2 separate regions of the Sus scrofa genome follow, and region 1 is linked to region 2. A link is a contact called in public HiChIP or PLAC-seq data. All regions are on one chromosome and are shown on one strand. Each heading gives the region's core, a stretch centred on a gene start, on an enhancer-like site or on the middle of the called end of the contact. The rest is flanking DNA. Distances are from core to core; before and after follow the strand shown. Region 1 overlaps LOC106509171 (a long non-coding RNA gene). Region 2 has its middle 43 kb from the start of TRNAH-GUG.

Region 1 (6,476 bases), core at 260-2,759, 1.0 Mb after region 2:
GGCAGCTATGGCTTCGGATTAGACCCCTAGCCTGGGAACTTCTGCATGCCGTGGGTGTGGCCCTAAAAAGACCAAAAAAAAAAAAAAAAAAGTTTTTTTAAATAAAAACACTAAATAAAATTATTTGTATCCCTAGAGGATATTGTGGGAACCACAATAGTTTCCTGTGATGGAATTGATTCATGGGAATCAAAATGAAAGTTTATAATTGAAACAATATGATATAGGATGGTATAACAGGTATAAATTGTTGGAATTACTCATTACTGTAAATTGATGTTCTAGGTTTTATGATCTAGTATATATTATAGTAATCACATAGGAAGATGATCATTGCATGTTTTTTTTTTAATTGCATAGGCTTTCAAGCTATTGCCACATACTGAATCCAAGTATGATAGATTTAAAAACACAATTGAAAGAATGGAGTAATTTTTTTTTTTTTTTTCAGAAAAGAAAAAGAGAGAGAGCAGATAGGAGCTCTGATTGGCACAGCAGGTTAAAGGTCCAGTGTTGTCTCTGCAGTAGTTCAGGCCCAGAGCAGTGGGTTAAGGATCTGGCATTGCCTTGGCTGTGACTTAGGTCACAGCTGCAGCTGAACTTCCATATGTGGCAGGGGTGGCCAAAAAAAATGTGGGAGGAGAAGTCACTCTAATCATTTCATTGTATACCCTCTTCACTCTGACTTTTTTTACATGTGTGATTTAACTCCTACCCCCACTGTGCCGCACCAAATTATTGTGCTTTGAAAGCCTAGATGAGTCATTTGCTTCTGAACTCCAAACTGAAAGAAACACAAAAAAGTACTTTCGGTGATAAAGGGCTACTAAGATTTGCAGTTATTCAAAGCAATTCGTGCTTAATCAAAATGTCAGTTTAACAGTGTTTCTTTTTCCATCTATTTTTTAACATGGCCTGAGGTAACCAGGTAAGAGAGACTGTTTAAAATAAAATATTAGTAAAGTAAATTTAATTTGTGCTATTCCAGGAATAGATGGATTTTTTTATTGATAAACTCGAGAATATAAAATACATCTATATGTCCAATATTAAAACAAACTCCATATATATCCAAATGCAGAAGTTTAAATGTAGCTAATAAAACTCAGAAAATCACTTTAAAAAAAAAAGGAATACTGTCTGAACATAATATAGAACACCTATCTTACTTCACTTGCCAAAATTATCATTATGATGAAAGTCAAGAGGCATTCTCAATAACAAGAGAAAAATGGCCAGGATGTGTGTTTTTTTTTTTTTTTTTTTTTTTTTTTTTTTTTACCCCTGTCAGGCAGAATCCTGGCAGGAGGCTCATGACATAGTCAGGCTGGATAACAGGGTTAGAGAAACACCACAGGATTCTGCAGCATCCCAAATTAGCATCAGCAGGGAGCCTGTGACCACTTACAAGCCTGAAAGGACAAGCAGAGGACACGTCACCAACTGGGATAGGGTAACAACGTGGTGAGAAGCTGCCCCTTTAGCAGGACACAACCCAGGCAACAACTAAGCAGAGAGGAAGCTATGGAAATGGTGATCTTCCCCTCCCTTTCCTGCCTCTCATTTCCTGCCAGTATCCTTATTGGTTGCAACTAACTGGAAACCAGAAAGCCAGGAAGCCGTAATGAAACCAGGCTTCCAGCTCTGGGAGAGGGCTCTTCAGGGATAAGAGACATATTCAGCGCAGGCTTGCCTGTGTCACACAGTAAGAGCTGAATCCAGACATAGGGGAGAAATCTGGATATAGAACCTGAGCTTTTAATTACCACATGGCTGCTTCTACTTAATTTCAAAATTACCTTATTATCTGAAGATAATCCAAAGGGAAAAAAATGATTCCAATTTCACGGCAGCAAAAATCATAAAATGCCTAAATATAGAAAATATCAAGATACAAAGGAGGGAGCTCCCTTGTGGTGCAGCAGAAATGAATCCGACTAATATACATGAGGACAAGGGTTCAATCCCCAGCCCCACTCATTCGTTTAAGGATCCCATGTGCCAAAACCTGCAGTGTAGGTCCCAGACGCAGCTCGGATCCTGTGTTGCTATGGCTATAGACCCAGGGTTATAGTTCCCATTCGACCCCTAGCCTGGGAATTTCCATATGCCATGGGTTCAGCCCTGAAAAGCAAAAAACAAAATCAAGATGCAAAGGAAAATATAAAATATTCCTTGAATAAATGGTAAAGATAATATGCTCCTAAACTGGAATATTGTGAAGATGTCATTTGATCCCAAATCAATTTTAGACTTAACCTGATCACAATTAAGTTCTTCATAATGTTTTTGTTTTTGTTTTTGTTTGCCATTTTGCCATTTCTTGGGTCGCTCCGGTGGCATATGGAGGTTCCCAGGCTAGGGGTCCAATTGGAGCTGTAGCCACCGGCCTACACCAGAGCCACAGCAACGTGGGATCCAAGCTGCGTCTGCAACCTACACCACAGCTCACGGCAACGCTGGATCCTTAACCTGCTGAGCAAGGCCAGGGATCGAACCCGCAACCTCATGGTTCTTAGTCGGATTCGTTAACCACTGAGCCACGACGGGAACTCCCTTCATAATATTTTTAAATTGATATTCTTTTTTTCTTTTTTTTTGCCAGAATAAACCACCCCTCCCCCCCCAAAAAAAGCTAAGATTTTTCTAAAGATTATTGAACAGGGTACTTATCCATTCATTTGAGAAACAATAAAATAAAATAATATTTAACTATAAAATATACTTTTTAACTAATTAAGTTAGCAGGTTTTTCCTGTCTGTTTTATTTTAAACCTCCAGTGCAATGTATATGGATTGGAGCCTTAAATATGTTCATACACTTTGACCTAGTAATCCAATTTTTAGTAATTTTGCCTTAGAAGATAGGCTACCCAGTGATCTATAGACAAGCATTCATAGCATTATAATAGATTTGTAAAATAAAAAAAATATTCAGTGGTATGGAATTAAATAAATAATGGGAAAGTTATGTAAGACAATGCCACATAAACTCTAAAGTCATTTGTTGAACATTATTGAATTTGGTTCCAAAAATTGTCTCTTTTCTCAAACATGCACAGGAAATGGTAGAGGGGAGGGAGATCCACCAAAATGTTAACATATGGTTTTCCCTGATGGTTAGTTTGGAATAATAAAGTTTCTTCTTTTTATGTCTGTTTTTCTTAGATTTTCTGTTTGAGAGCTACTTGTGTAATCAAAAGGAGGTTTGTGTGTATGTGACAGTGTGTGTGTTGTATGATTTGGAAAACAATTTTTAAAGATTAAACTGCTAAAATTAAAAATCAGACTAAAGTGTGTGTAATTGTACACTACACATGTGCAATGCATATAATTTTATAAAAGCAGGGAAATAAAGTAGATCCTAAAGTAAAGAAAGAATTTAGGAAAAATATGCAGATGACGAAATTTCAGTATTTTTCTAACTTAGGTCTATTCTATTAACTATCCCTCAGATAATAGCAGAATGAAGTTATTTCCCAAACAAATTTTTGGAAATGTAGGGCCACAATTCCCTGTAATTCTTTTTCAAGTAATTAGTAGGTGATTATTAGTATTTACTGATTAAAAAAGAAGCTATATAATAAGTAATACCACTCCCCTGGTGCATAGTCACTGATATAAGTAATAAAAACCCATTTCCCTTAAATATACATTTTAAAATATACCACTAGCATTGAATTTAACAACGAGAACAGTGAAGCCAGATATGTATATATTAGGCGATATTGCAAGCCAATCAGAAAATGCTAGATTTTCAAACAAATAATGATAGATAATTATTATACAAAAACGCAATATTAGATAATCACTAAACTTTATTTCAGATGCTTGAGAAATAAATATCAAATGGATCAAAGCATGTACAAACCAGAAGAAACTGTAAATATGTAAAAAAAAAAAAAAGCTTAAGAAAATGAAAGTATTTTATCACAAAAGAATTGGAAATATCATGAAGGAAAATATATAAGAATTATAAAATTTAAAACTTTGTTTTTTAAAAAAATAGATGAAATCTCAAATGTAAAATTAAAAAAATAAATTCACTTATTACAAATCTAATCCTTTATTTATGAAGAATTCTTTAAAATTGTAAGAACTTTAATAATCCAATAAAAATATGAACGTAGGAGTTCCCATCGTGGCGCAGTGGTTAACGAATCCGACTAGGAACCATGAGGTTGCGGGTTCGGTCCCTGCCCTTGCTCAGTGGGTTAGCGATCCGGCGTTGCCGGGAGCTGTGGTGTAGGTTGCAGACGCGGCTCGGATCCCGCGTTGCTGTGGCTCTGGCGTAGGCCGGTGGCTACAGCTCCGATTCACCCCTAGCCTGGGAACCTCCATATGCCGCGGAAGCGGCCCAAGAGATAGCAACAACAACAACAACAAAAGACAAAAGACAAAAAAAAAAAAAAAAGAACGTATATATGGTATAAAATGATAAATGCCAAATCTCATTAACAGTCAAACTACAAATAAAGACAAACATAAGACACTATTTTTCTCTTATCATAGAGTAAAAGATTTTAAAAATATATTTTTATAATATATAATAATATAATATATATAATTATAATATATAGATATCATAATTATAATATATAATGTAATATACAATTATAATGCATATATTATATATTATATGTTTTATATATTAAGATATATAACATTTTAAAAATAGATAATATAATATATTAAAATATATAAAATATTATATATATATATATAATATATTTTAGCTTTTTGTCTTTTAAGGTTGCACCTGCAGCATATGGAGTTTCCCAGGCTAGGGGTCGAATTGGAGCTGTAGCCTTCAGCCTATGCCAGAGCCACAGCCACAGAGGATCTGAGCCACGTCTGCAAACTATACCACAGCTTATGGCAATGCTGCATCCTTAACCCACTGAGCAAGGCCAGGAATTAAACCCACATCTTCATCGATGCTAGTTGGGTTCATTAACTGCTGAGCCATGATGGAAACTCCAAAATTTTAAAATAAATAATATTAAATATATTGTGGCAGGCACTAATTTCAAGAGAAAGTATAAAAAAAAATTATATTTCTATAAAAACACTTGGTAGCATATATAAAAAATTTTAAGAATTTCACTCTTTGAATTCTATCTTAAAGATTTAACTATAGGAAGTTATTTAATAAACATTAAAAACATGGCTATACTTTCAGCTTTACTTATCAGGCTGAAAATTAGAAACATCCATATTATGCACAACAGTGCAATAGCTAAATAAATGATGATATTTCCACATGATGGATAATTAAACAGACCTGAAATTGAGACTCCAAGAAATGTTTATGAAAATAGCCATAATATAAGCTAAGTGAAAATTCAGCGTACAGCAGAGGTGATCCTGTTTTTGCAAATAAGTATGCATATGTCTCTGATAAAATTAGAGCAAATAGTTCCTGAGCACTCACTATATTCTAGACATTGTTATAAATGCTTTACAAGGTCTGCCAGTTATGGGTATATTGCCTGTCAGCTCCGCATTTACCCTTCTTGTCTGCTCTGTGAAAACTGAACTAGGCCCTTTAAATATTTTTCCTTTACCATCTGACATGGTGTTTAGCTTTGTCAGGAGAGGGTGCTCAAGAGACACTGCAGGAGGAAAGGGTTTTACTTCCTATATCCTAGGTTTCTCTGGCACCTGGCTCCTGCAATACTTGCTGTTTCTTAGTTATCTTCTCCTGCAATGCCAGTGGCTTCCCTTGGCCCCTCCTTTTCCCTGACAGTCAGGTTTGTAGCTGAGTGTCCTGTAAGACACTTTCTTATGAAAATCTAAAATGATTACAGGGGATCTTGATTTATTTAATTCTTCACCATTAATCTTTTCCTGGAAGTCTAGAGAACAGATTCCTGGAAAGTTCTGTCAATGTTGCAATGTATCACCACAGAAAGCTCTCTTAGATTCAGTGAGCCACAACCTGGCCCTCTTTAATAAGGTCTGGATGAAAGCAGGGGTGTGAACTCTTCCTTGAGAGCTCTAATGAGGATTATGTCACTTTTTTTAATTTAGTGAATTTTATCATATTTATAGTTGTACAACCATCATCACAACCCAATTTTACAACAGTTCCATCCCAAACTCCTAGCCTTTGGTAACCATAAGTTTCTCTTTCCATTTTTTCTTTTGCTGTACCCTTGGCATATGGAAGTTCCCAGGCCAGGGGTCAAATTGGAGCTACAGCTGCCAGTCTACACCAGAGCCACAGCAACGCAGGATCCCAGCCACATCTGTGACCTACAACATAGCTCACAGCAATGCCAGATCTCCAACCCACAGAGCAAGGCCAGGCATTGAATCCATATCCTCATGGATTCTAGTCAGATTTGTTTCTGCTGTGCCACAAAGGGAACTCCTCTGAAAGTTTTTCAAAGTCTATGAGTCAGTTTCTGTTCTGCAAAGAAGTTCATTGTATCCTTTTTTTGGTTTCCACAGGTAAGTGATAGCATATAGTG
Region 2 (6,775 bases), core at 443-2,942:
CATTTCCAATAATGGTGAGGGAAATATTCATATTATGTAAGTACCTTGCATGGAACCTGGAACATAGTGGGTACTAAAGAAATGGAGTCTATTACAAGAAATATTATAGAGGTAAAGAACCGCTCAAGCAAAATGAGAAAACCATGAGAATGACGGAATAGCACCATCCCTTTAATATCTGTCATTTTTCTGTTTTTTCTTGGGTGCTCTCAAGGACAGTGACTGTTGTATCTTCTTTGCACCCTTCTGAATGAAATCTTATTTTCCTCCTTATTAATATACCTTAATTAATAGAAATGCATGTGTCTAGCTACTTCGGCAGAACACTTCAGTTGGATAACAATTTTACATGATTTTGCTAGCTATCTTGTTATTTTCCCCTTACACTGAAAGAGAATATTGGTATTAAGGTATAATCATTACTTCATATAGTCTTGAATAGGTATTTAATGGTTTTCCTAAATTGGTTCTGAGTCTCTTCTTAGTCTCAGGTGAGATAAAGACTTGTAAAGATTTTCTCAAATCTTGAAAAAAAAAAAGTTTTTTACTCTCTACCCATTTTTCATATTACAAAGAAAAATACCACACTGGCTATTTTTAAATCTGTTGGAAATGAGAAATATGGATTGTTTTCTCCAAAACTAGCACTGACTTATTATCTTTACTACCCAAATTTCCCATTGCCGTCACTGAACATTTGCACAAAGCAATTCAAGAAGAATTTATCTAATAGCAAGAATAGTGTTATCTTTGCATATTTACCTAAGCCTCTGTTGTTTACCCACTCTTTGGGTTTTTTTCAGCGATTCTATGAGAAACAGCCATTATGTAATACTGCAGAAACAACATGCAGTGGAACAGGGCAGTAGAAATCTTATTAAAGTTCACTTTGAGTAGGCAGTGGGTTTTTCTGGTTTGTTTTGCCTTTCCACTGTTACCCATCTAATACCCATGCACCTTCTATTTAAAGAGGAAGAGAGACAGAAAGAACAAGACAGGCAGACACTGAGAGAGAACTGGACACACAGAGTTTACTATAAAGAAATGATGTCCACTCCTTTTCCCAGAAACGAGAAGAGATTCCTTAGCATCTCTGAGTCTACCTAGTTTTTGGAAACAAAATTATATTCACTTCTTGTTAAAGTTATGGCTTGCAGGCTAGAACAATGGCCTTCCCAAATCCGTCTGTATCCCCACACTCTTGAGGGGCACTTCGTTTTCAATGTCATTAACAGCTCAACAGACCACAGGAACCTCACATTCTGCTATGGAGCATGATACTCCGTCACAGGCAGGCTCCCGTGACAATGACATTTTCTCTGAGAGTTCTGTACAGCTGTGTCACTGTTAACTTTTAATGAACATCCTTCATTCCTACGAATAGTTTCAGTGAAATGAAACGGATGTGCAGTTTCTGCTTTCATCTCTACTTTATGTGGGACTATATACGATAATTCTGCGTGTCAAAGGGGTTTGCGACATTAATTTAGGGCATTTTGAATCTAAAACCTAAGTTTTCCCACAGTTAAACACAAATGTAAGATAAGGTTTTTGTTTTTTGTTTTTTGTTTTTTTTTTTTTTTTTTGAAAGCCCCGGCTCTAAAATATCTTAGAACCTCGAATATACGGCAAAATAAAAGAGACTCACTCCCTACATGAATTTGGGCCCCACTGTTCATTTCAGGGGATTGCTGACTCAATGGAGCTCTCCCATGGCAGGCGTGCCAACAGCTCCTGAGAGGATGAGAGCACAGAGGCACCACCGTGTTATTTCGGAGCATTATTCTTTCTTGGTTTCCACAATAGCTGGGATCTGATAATTTAGCATTAAGCCTCTTTTCAACTATATGGAACTGTAATAAGGTGATTTAGCCAATGGGCTTTTCCATTGTCCTAAAGATTCTGTGATCAATTACACAGTAATAGGGAAAAAGAAAAAAAATAAGGGGTGGGGGGAAATGGGAGAAAAAAAGTAAACCAACCCATTATTCAAAACATTCAAAGCTGCTTTGAGAGAGTTGTTATTTATTGGCATTTTTTATGAATGAATATAGATATAGGAATCAACTGCAAAAGCCTCTGGGTACGTTCACATAATGAAAGCCCAATTAATATCCAAAAGCACAGTGCACCGCCGGCAAACGGGAGCTACAAGGACAATCAGTGGCTTCCGCAGCCAACGCTGACAGCTGCAGCGCCTGATAGAAAACAGCTTCAAAGGCCCGATCCCCACCCCGCCCCCACCCAGCCTCCACTCAACACTCGCATCGCATCTCGCCCTGGAGGAGAGGAGGCCAGGCCTGCAGGAACAGATGGGATACCAGAGGCAACCCATGGCTCTCCGTGATGTCACCAAAGGAGGCATTTGGGGAGGCTGTTTGGGTGGCAAAAATATGTCAAAGGAATATGGGAGGGGTTGGGGGCAGGACGAGGGAGAATGTTTTAGGTGAAATCAGCCAAGACCTAGGTTGGAGGATGGACTGCCGCTTGGTGGAAGAGGTCACGCTGGGTCCGGGCTCCGGCCGGCTTACATTTCATTTTTATTTTGGTGTGGATTAAGGGAGCTTTGCATTCATTGGGCTCACAAGAAAAGCATGTGGCACCGTGTCCGGTAGGCCGATTTGCTTTGGATTCACCCTGTATGCCAAGCCCGTGCCAGCCTGGGAGAGATGGTATCCCCCCACACTCTCTCCTGGCCCTTACTCCCCTTCTCCTACTACCTTTTTCAAACAGGATCCAAGCTTCCTTTTTCAAAGACGTGCCCTCTCCTGATCTTTTACTTTGTATTTCTTTTATGCCCCAGAATATTTATCAATCTCTGACTATTTCAAAAAACTGGGTTCTAAAATCAGAACTGCCGTGCGGGAATTCTGTTCTGGGTAGAAGGGAGCAGGGGCTCTAATGACACTAAAGGCTACCCATGGGGGTCTGTCTTACAGAATGGACTGATATCTGGTCACCCAGAAGTCTGAGGCAACCACTCAAAACCAGTCAATCTGAGCAGAAAAGTAAAGTTTGATTAAATAGATCATGGAAGAGAAGGAAGAGATCTGCATAAAATTTTCAATTCGTGCAGGGGTTGAGGGGGGCAGAGGGGATAGTAAGGGGGAAAATGTTCTCCTTTTCTTTGTAACAAATATGACAATAGATATTCATATTCTTCCTGACCTTTAGAGTTTACAAAGATCTCTCCTTTGATCTTCGGGTAAATTTAGGATACTTTTAGGCAATACTTGCAATGATGCTATTGTCCAGAGGAAGAAGCTAAGACTCAGGGTGATTCAGTGATGGGCTAGTGGTTAGAATTAAGAATTAAGAAATGTCAGAGGCAAGGTTTCATTCTCAGCTTTCTGTATCCTCTGCAAGATAAGGAAGCTATTTTAAGAAACCCATTAAACAGTCAGTGGTTTTGTTTGTTTGTTTCTTTGTTTTTTGGCTATCATTTCTCTACAAATATGTCCCTCCAATCAGAATGTCCACATTTTTCTGATGATGATACCTATCATGTTGCCTTTGTACTTATTTATTTGTCTGTTCCCACTCCCCAGTCATTGCATTGGGAGATCTTTGAAGGCAGGGACTTTCTTAGTCATCCCTGAATCTCTAATACCCAGAACGGCACCTGACATGTCATGTCAATCAGTAATGCTATTGAAGGAGGATGGATGATGAGAGTCTTATTTTAGCTATTTGTATAATTTAGCAATCAGCAGTTCAACCTCATACCTCCCTTCCTTGGTCTTGAAGAAATGGAATATGTTGGTTTAGCCATTTCTATATTTATAACTGTAACTGGCATTAATAAAAACAAAAAGATGATTGACTTGGATAAACGACGAGGGAGAATTATACTATGGAAAAGAAAACTGATAGGGAAGAGAAAGCAGTCACTGGAATGTTTTCATTTTATTTTATTTTATCATAGGTTCTTGAGAACTGTCCCCAGACAAATCAGTAAAGCCCTTTCTGGGGTCTCTAAGGGAGATGAATCCTCACATCTGAGTGCTTTAGTTACTTTTTTGAATGGCGTCCAAATTAGTATCATCTCAATAAGTGTTTCCTGGAGCACAGGCTATGACCAACTTGGTGAAAAGTGTGGAGAAGGTTACCAGGTGAAGCTGAGGTTGGTCTCAGCCCAGAAAGAACTAAGAGAAAAGGAGAGATTCTGCAGAGTGTCTGCAGATACCTTCAGTACAGCACTGTGCTCCAGTGCTCAAAATCAAAGCTAAATCAAATGCTAAGAGGATGTTACTGTGACTTCCAACTTGAGTTGAAAGCAGGGTCAAAGAGGCTTAATGGACAAAGTAGAAGGGCTGGATGTATAAGTAGTAGTCAGAGATTTTGCAGGGAGCAAACACCAGATGGTGAAATGTACTCTTTAGGCCATATGCAGGGCTGGAGCATGGCAGGGATGGCCCAGAGTGCTGGAGGTGTATGCAGCACGTTTCTCATAAAATGACTCAAGTTAAATTCGTCAGATAAAGAGACAGATTTGGAGGAGAGTTATTAGAATGAGTATTGCCCAGCTCTGCAGGAAAAGTTTAATAATCCAGAAGCGTTGTCCAGTTTATTCCCCAGAGTTCTATCCTGACATGCAGGATAATGCTGGAAAAGTAAACTGATGGCCTAGACTCAGCAAAGATAAAAAATAGGATTCTCAAAATTACTGATGTTTAAAATCACAAATACTTCAAGTGGTAGGATTTATTAGTTCTTTCTTGATGCTCCCCAAGTAATATGAGTATTCTACTTCTGGAATGGATTGGTAAGCTGTTCACAAATTAACTCTGCTTAATACTGCTGAACTTCCATAACTTCCAGACATTGCTTGTACTGTGTGCCAGGCACTGGAAAAATGCTTGAAATTTGTTATTCAATTTAATCCTCACTCCCGACACCCCATGAAGTAACTATTGCTTGTAATAATCTTTTTTATTTTAGAATAGTTTTAGACTTACAGAAAAAGTTGTAAAGATAGTATAGAGGTTTCCTCTGCAGTCCTCTGCCCCATGTAATTAATATCTTACAGTAGTATGGTACCTTTTCCACAAATAATGAACTAATACTGATACATAATTATTAACCTCTGTCCATTTTATTCAGATTTTTTTTAGTTTTTACCCGAAGTCCTTCTTCTGTCGCAGGATCCTGCAATACACGTAGCCGTCATGTTCTCTTAGGTTCCTCTTGGCTCTAACAGTTTCTCAGACCTTTCTTTTTTTTCTTTTTCTTTTTTTTGTCTTTTTTTAGGGCTGCACCCACAGCATATGGAGGTTCCCAGGCTAGGGGTTGAACTGGAGCTACAGCTGCTGGCCTACGCCACAGCCACAGCAGCGATAGATCCAAACCGTGTCTGTGACCTACACCACAGCTCACAACAATGCTGGATCCTTAACCCACAGAGTAAGGCCAGGGATCAACCTGTATCCTCATGGATACTAGTCAGGTTCATTTCAGCTGAGCCACGATGGGAAGTCCTCTCAGAACATTCTTGGTTTTGGTGACCCTGACTGTTTTGGAGAGTGCTGGTCAGGTTTTTTGTAGAATATCCCTCGATTTTCTCTCACGATTTTCTTGGGTAGTGATGGATCCCTGAGAGGCAGACTATAGAGGTAAATTTCAATTCTCATGACCTCATATCAAGAGTGCCTGCTATCAACATGATTTATCACTGGTAATATTAAGCTGCTTGAACATCCAGCTGAGGTAGTGTTTGTCAGGTCTCTCCACTGACAAGTTATGTTTCCCACCCCCCTACCTCCTTCCCCTAAGAGTGTACTCTGAAATAAAGTCACTAAGTACAGTCCATGTTTAAGGGGTGGGGCATTAATGTCACACCTCTTTGAAGGGGCAGTATCTACATTAATTATTTGGAATACTTCCGTACGGGGAATTTGTCTCTTCTCCCCGCATTTATTTATTTAGCCAATCATGTGTTTATATCACTATGAACTCAAGGATATTTATTTTCTACTTTTGGTTATAATCCAATCCCACATTATTTATTTTGTTGGTTAAATTATCTCGGCTTATCCATCAGGAGCTCTTTCAGTGGCTCTTTGTTCCCCCCCTTTTTTTTATTATTACTCAATGAATTTATTACATTTATAGTAGTACAATGATCATCACAATCCAATTTTATAGGATTTCCATTCCATACCCCCAGAGCATCCCCCCACCCTCCAAGCTGTCTCCTTTAGAGACCATAAGTTTTTCAAAGTCTGTGAGTCAGTATCTATTCTGCAAAGAAGTTCAGTCTGTCCTCTTTTCAGATTCCACATGTCAGTGAAAGCATTTGATGTTGGTGTCTCATTGTATGGCTGACTTTTACTTAGCATGATAATTTCTAGGTCCATCCATGTTGCAAAAAATGCCGGTACTTCATTCATTTTAATGGCTGAGTAATATTCCATTATGTATATATACCACTTCTTCTTTATCCACTCCTCTGTCGATGGACATTTAGGTTGTTTCCATGTCTTGGCTATTGCAAATAGTGCAGCAATGAACATTGGAGTACATGTGTCTTTACGAGTCGTGGTTTTCTCTGGAGAGATGCCCAGGAGTGGGATTGCTGGATCAAATGGTAGTTCTATGTTTAGTTTTCTGAGGAGTTTCCATACTGTTTTCCAAAGTGGTTGCACCAATTTACATTCCCACCAACAGTGTACTAGGGTTCCTTTTTCTCCACACCCTCTCCAGCACTTCTTGTTTGTAGACTTTTGGATGATGGCCATTCTGGCTGGTGTAAGATGGTACCTCATCATGGTTTTGA

Evidence for each region. HiChIP or PLAC-seq counts read pairs in DNA pulled down with a chosen protein or histone mark.
Region 1: an H3K27ac HiChIP or PLAC-seq map of skeletal muscle shows a contact between it and region 2, with 14 times the contacts expected there. The contact joins two enhancer-like sites. A contact is called at or near these places in 9 of 47 Hi-C or Micro-C datasets (embryonic fibroblasts, fetal heart ventricle, fetal skeletal muscle and 4 more) and 1 of 2 datasets of contacts at active chromatin or transcription factors (skeletal muscle).

The regions. Positions count from the first base shown.
Region 1 is chr1:209,144,867-209,151,342 of Sscrofa11.1, forward strand. The region is part of intron 2 of LOC106509171 (a long non-coding RNA gene); the gene reads left to right. The region is part of intron 2 of LOC106509172 (a long non-coding RNA gene); the gene reads left to right. Among named protein-coding and RNA genes, the nearest start is that of MPDZ, 33 kb to the right of the region's middle. Within about 2 kb of position 1,510, at least 12 of the 83 cell types and tissues checked have an H3K27ac peak or open chromatin away from gene starts, as enhancers often do. A contact at or near this core is called in skeletal muscle, where this site is marked.
Region 2 is chr1:208,099,374-208,106,148 of Sscrofa11.1, forward strand. No RefSeq gene overlaps it. Among named protein-coding and RNA genes, the nearest start is that of TRNAH-GUG, 43 kb to the left of the region's middle. Within about 2 kb of position 1,693, at least 12 of the 83 cell types and tissues checked have an H3K27ac peak or open chromatin away from gene starts, as enhancers often do. A contact at or near this core is called in skeletal muscle, where this site is marked.